Regions from separate parts of the Mus musculus genome. Here region 2 is linked to region 1. The links are chromatin contacts, called in public HiCAR-type maps. All regions are on one chromosome and are shown on one strand. The core of a region is the stretch at or near the end of the contact, and the rest is flanking DNA. Distances in the headings are between cores, read along the strand shown. Region 1 overlaps Arhgef38 (Rho guanine nucleotide exchange factor (GEF) 38). Region 2 has its middle 9.3 kb from the start of Arhgef38.

The links. HiCAR-type assays count read pairs that join an accessible place to other places.
Region 2: a HiCAR-type map of PVALB interneurons shows a contact between it and region 1, with 2.0 times the contacts expected there. The contact joins two enhancer-like sites. A contact is called at or near these places in 2 of 39 promoter capture datasets (embryonic stem cells and stem cell-derived epiblast-like cells), 5 of 484 Hi-C or Micro-C datasets (the G1E-ER4 cell line, forebrain, myeloid progenitors and 2 more), 3 of 115 datasets of contacts at active chromatin or transcription factors (PVALB interneurons, embryonic stem cells and neural progenitor cells) and 3 of 9 other capture datasets (adipose tissue, macrophages and pancreatic islet).

The regions. Positions count from the first base shown.
Region 1 is chr3:133,168,616-133,171,315 of GRCm38.p6, forward strand. All of the region lies in intron 3 of Arhgef38 (Rho guanine nucleotide exchange factor (GEF) 38), which reads right to left. The region is part of intron 1 of Gm52616 (a long non-coding RNA gene); the gene reads left to right. Among named protein-coding and RNA genes, the nearest start is that of Gm52616, 6.5 kb to the left of the region's middle. Within about 2 kb of position 1,381, at least 13 of the 459 cell types and tissues checked have an H3K27ac peak or open chromatin away from gene starts, as enhancers often do. A contact at or near this core is called in PVALB interneurons, where this site is marked.
Region 2 is chr3:133,242,885-133,245,584 of GRCm38.p6, forward strand. No RefSeq gene overlaps it. Among named protein-coding and RNA genes, the nearest start is that of Arhgef38, 9.3 kb to the left of the region's middle. Within about 2 kb of position 1,352, at least 29 of the 459 cell types and tissues checked have an H3K27ac peak or open chromatin away from gene starts, as enhancers often do. A contact at or near this core is called in PVALB interneurons, where this site is marked.

The DNA.
Region 1 (2,700 bases), core at 131-2,630:
GTGTGGACTTTTGAATCCTTGACCATGAAACCCCTATATTTTCATCATTTTTTTCCTCTGGAACTGACAGCTTTCCTGTCACTCCTTATGAGAAAAATTATATGATTTTTCAACTCTTCATCTGGATCTCTCCCAATACGGCTATAGATACTCCAGTAAGCTGCTGCCTGGATATGAATACATATACATATATGATGTATAGGCACGTGTGTACATGTATGTGTATGTATGTATGTATACACACATATCCCTCCTCTCTCTCTCTCTCTCTCTCTCTCTCTCTCTCTCTCTCTTTCTCTCTCTCTCTCGTTTCCCCACATCATCTTTGCATCAAGAAGGAAGGACCTATTAATTGGCATCATTATAATTACAAAAGCAGACATTATTCTACATTCTTGGGGCTTAGCCCAGTTACTGTCCTAGTGTCATTACCATATTGGAGTATGAGTTAGAGTCGATATGGGTCTAGGCTACTGGGCAGTGTGAAAGCTGGGAGCCATGGCTCATTGAGAGCAGATTGGGAAACTAGCTTCTGAAATTACCAAAGACTCTGCCAAACATAGAAGTGGCACATGATAGGGTAAACCTCCCCTTCTTAAAGTAAAATATATCCTCGTGTCTATAAATTATAAAGACACCTAGATACCAAGAGGAACAGAGAAACTACGCAATCCAAATCTTATTTGTTTCTAAAATATGAGTAAAACTTCTAAAAAGGATTTTCATTATACTCACCTGTTAAATAAAGGAAACCAAACTTTATACGCTGATGTGTACAATTAGCCTGACTAAATAATAGCAATTTAGTCTTACCATGTATTAAGAATAAGCCCTGCATCTTCTTTAAGCTTTATTTTATTGAATCTTCATAAAACTCATATGAGGTAAATACCACTGCCTTCACTTTCCTGATGTGAAGTTGAACTTCAATGAGGTTTCATAACTTGCCTGAGATCTAGCAGTAGGAAAGACAGATCCAATTCAAGCTGATATTAAGGCACGTTATTACACCCTTAAATTCTATATCATCTTTTATTTTCCTTGTGCTTGCTTACTATTTTCAAAATTGTCATAGAATACATTTAATCTAAATACAAATAAGAACCAAAGCTCATATATTTCTCTCTAGAGATTTTAAAACACCTTCCATACCTAGATTTAGTCTAGATTTTAAAGTTCACTTTCTGTTTTGGCACTGGGATGCAGAACACTCCTTCAGAGCTCTCAGATCTGCAAGCATATGCATGCGTCTATTTATAAACTTGAATGTCATCCAAACACCAAGGTTTGTTGAATAAATTTCTCCTCCTTTTATCGAGGCATCTAGTGACTCTGACACCGCGGCTGTGACTCATAAGCTCTTACTTATGCTGCCTGAAGACACGGAGATGGGACACCTGCGCTTTCCCCTTGTGATAACATGAATTTGCAAACATCTCACCCAATCAGCTTATCTTATGAAATTTAGGTGGTAAAAGATTTAGGGATAGGAACGGCCCTAGAACTCTTCATTGGTGTGTACACTGTGGCAGAGGGTTGTAGATGCTCCTGGCACCACATCTAAGGCGCACTGGAATGCTAAGAAACTTCACAAACATTTCCCATACTGTCCTAACATGGGGCCTTTAACCCTTTTCTCATCAAGACTGTTTGTTTGGTTGGTTGGTTTGGTTTTTTGGTTGTTATTGTCATTTTGTTTTGTTTTGTTTTGTTTTGTTTTTTAAGACAGAGTTTCTCTTTGGGTAGTGCTGGCTGTTCTGAAAGTCACCCTGTAGACCAGGCTGGCCTCAAACTCACAGAGATACATCTGCCTCTGCCTTTAAAAGCATGCACCACCATTGCCTGGCTATCAGGGCCGTCTTTTGTGTGTAGTTGCTATTATCCTGAATCAGCCAAGTCAAGTCCAAACTCCACATTCCAAATCAAGTTTTCCTTAGCTAAATTGAATTTTTTCCCCTCCGTGATTTTGTAGGAGTTAACTATTTAGGCAAAAACATCTTCCCCAAATCTAAAAGACCAAGAGCAAGTGTTTGCTCACCCACCTTGAGTTGATGGTTGGGCAGGGTTGCACAAAGATGGCTTGTCTCTCTGTGGTCAGTTGGGTCAGCAGTGTCTGGTCAGTTGACTGAGGAGGGCTGCACTCACCAGTCTAAGGTCATTTCTATGTTTCTCAGAATGGCTGGGTGCTTTGGGCTGCTCTCTTGACGACCATAGTGTAACACTCGTCATGCAGTTACGAAACAGCACTTTGTCTCCATGTTTTAGAGCCACCAGACCAACTCAGAACCAATGGTGATGCCATGAAAACAAAGCTCCCACTGACACTTGTTGAATTATAGCCTTTGCTGTTTTAGTTTTCTGAAACATGCCTTGTAATCTTTCTAGTTATAATTTATGACTAGTGACCTTGAAAACTTAAGCACCTTTAACAGAGTGTTCTCTTATGTTAATATAGCAAATAACTACATTATACCCATGGAAGGAGTTACAGAGACGGAGTTTGGAGCTGAGATGAAAGGATGGACCATGTAGAGACTGCCATAGCCAGGGATCCACCCCATAATCAGCATCCAAACGCTGACACCATTGCATACACTAGCAAGATTTTATTGAAAGGACGCAGATGTAGCTGTCTCTTGTGAGACTATGCCGGGGCCCAGCAAACACAGAAGTGGATGCTCACAGTCAGCTAATGGATGG
Region 2 (2,700 bases), core at 102-2,601, 74 kb after region 1:
GTCATTAGTGCATCTGTTAGGGGGTCATGAAGCCAGCTCTGAGAGCTTCCTATTTAGCCATCAGTTGCTCACCATGGCCCTGCTATCTTGTAGCTTTATTTTTATATCCTCCAGTACGCTTACCGGTTCTGTTACTGCTCTGAGCAGGCAGCAGTATAATAACCCTGTCAGCTGCAATGGATGGAACTGAGGACTGGAAGGAGGGAAACCTGCTTGTGTTTTTATCCTCTTGACTGAAGTAATTTTAGCAATGACATATGAGCAGGGTTGGGCCTTTGTCTCAACTGTAATGTATCATCCATTCCAAGATTCTCAAGGTTGTGCTCAGAAAGTGGGGAGATTTATTTTGAATGGGGAAACATCTTTGCAAGTGCAGGGGATGGCCTTTGAGCCAAAACAGCTACATAAGCAAGAAAATATGCCACTGGAATCTTTGAAAACTACTTAGTAATTGCTAGGGTCTCGGATAGATCATGGGATTCAATTCCCTGTTATAGATGACCTTGCAGAATTCATTCATTAATAAGAGCTGCTCAGCAGAACAGTGACTTGGGCCAAAGCAAATAAAGCAGGTGATGAACCAGTCTCATTTCCAGGGAGCATCTAAGAGATTTTTGTTGCCTTGCCCTCCCTCCAGTTTCTCCAGCCTTCATGCCCCAAACTCTGCAGCTAGTTGATAGCATCTGACTTTTAGATGTGAGATAGAAACTTAGGGACTTCTACTCTTGCTGTAAATCACCAACTTCTTATTGCACGTATGAATAATTCAGAAATACTTATTATAGAAAAATCTTAATATTACAGTAGAATATTAACTGTACAGATCACAGCACAAACCTTATATGCAAGATTAGTTGCTGCAGACCCATAAAATACGGCCATCAAAATGGCCTAGGAATTCAAGATGAAGCGAGCAACCATTCTTCTACTTTGCAGGCTGTTTCTTTTTCCTCTTTGGTGCAGGAAACTGTCCATTGTGAGAACTCGGTAGAGAGACTCCTTCCAGTTGTGTCTGCTTCTCTAGATTGGAGGTGAAAAGCTATAGTTAGGGGTAGCAGGGAGAAAGGAGTGTTTTTAATAAGTGCAGCAAGGACTAGTGTAAGTCACTTGCTCTAAGAAGCATTTTTTTTTACACCTTCATTGAAAGACACATCGACCCAGGCTTCATTAGTTCTAAGATTTCCCTATGACTCTCCCAACATCCCTGTCGGTACAGGATGAACACACAAAGAGCCTCTGACTCAGTTTCTTCGCCTTCCAAAGCTGAGCCTCGGGTTGATCTCAGTGTTTCGTGCGGCTGTGTTGCTACTCCTTTAGAGAATACTATTAAATTCAAAATTACCGTCTCCATGGCAACCGTAACTAGGTCAGTTTGCACTTAGAGGAACACCACTGAAGAATCCTCTATCCTCTTTCAACCATCCTGTGTGCCTGCAAACCTTGTTATGCTGCAGAAAGTGGCTTCCCGAGAAAGGGACCCAGCAGCATCCAGAGGACTTATATTCTTACTCATTTGTGATCCACACATTCATAAACCTTCATGCAAATTTGATAATGCATATGTAATTTTTACTTCCCCCAACTGTGAATTTGAATAACAGCTTTTAATAGTGAAGGTGCAGTTATTTCTTTTAAAGTAGTATGATTAGTGCTCAGTAAAACTAAAACCCATGGAGTCTATGAAAAACAAAACAAAACAAAAATCATAGTGATTTTGAGACATCCTTCTGATTTGGTGGCAGTCATTTTTTTTTCCCCAGCAGAAATGTTATTTATTGTCTTGTTACACCAAAAATTATTTGTAGTTCTTTCCTATTAAATATCTTTAATGGTGTATTCTTTGTGGCCCTCTTTTTATAAAATCAATTATATTCTTATACCTATAACTTCACATATATAGATTATTATAAACTGCCATAGATTGATGGGTCTGATGGTACACACATTTAATTCCAACACTCGGGAGGCACAGGCAGGCAGAACTCTATGAATTTGACACCAGCCTGGTCTCCAAAGCCAGTTCCAGATCAACTAAGGCTACATAGTGAGACCTAGCTCAACTCTGCCCACCCCTTGCTGCAAATTCCAAAATATCATAGATCAAATGTGAACAGGGAAGCCACAGAAAAGCTGTGGGAGATGTGCTGCTTAATCTGAACATTTATGTATTTAATGTTTTTAAATTACCTAGCAGTTACTAAGTCTTTTTGTGTGTATATGTGCTTGTGAGTGAACGTATATGTGGTGTATGCATATGGCGTACAAATGGGATATACACTTGTGTGTGTGTGTGTGTGTGTAGAAGGCACAACTTAAAGAAAGCATTGGCGACACCAGACTTATTAAATATGTGGGCCTCTTTTCTTCAAAGAATAAAACAACTGATGTCTGGTCACCTGTGAAGCTGGAGTAAATGTTATCTAACAACCTGGGGACTGTTTTGGAGAGGAGCCAGACTTCCCTTGAATCCCCCAGCATTGTTAGAGCCCCTATCCTAAGCTTAGTCTCTCAGTGGAGAGAACCCATTCTTATGAAAGAAGTCTCATGTCCTTTGCATTCTCCATCAATAGAATCTATCCTTATGCTTATTGCAAACCCTTCCTCCTTGGTCCTTGGCCTGAAGACTGTTTATCAGCCAATAGAACTCATTCTTATTATAGAGGCCACAGTGCTTTGCTGCTTTGCAAGAGGGTTTCTATG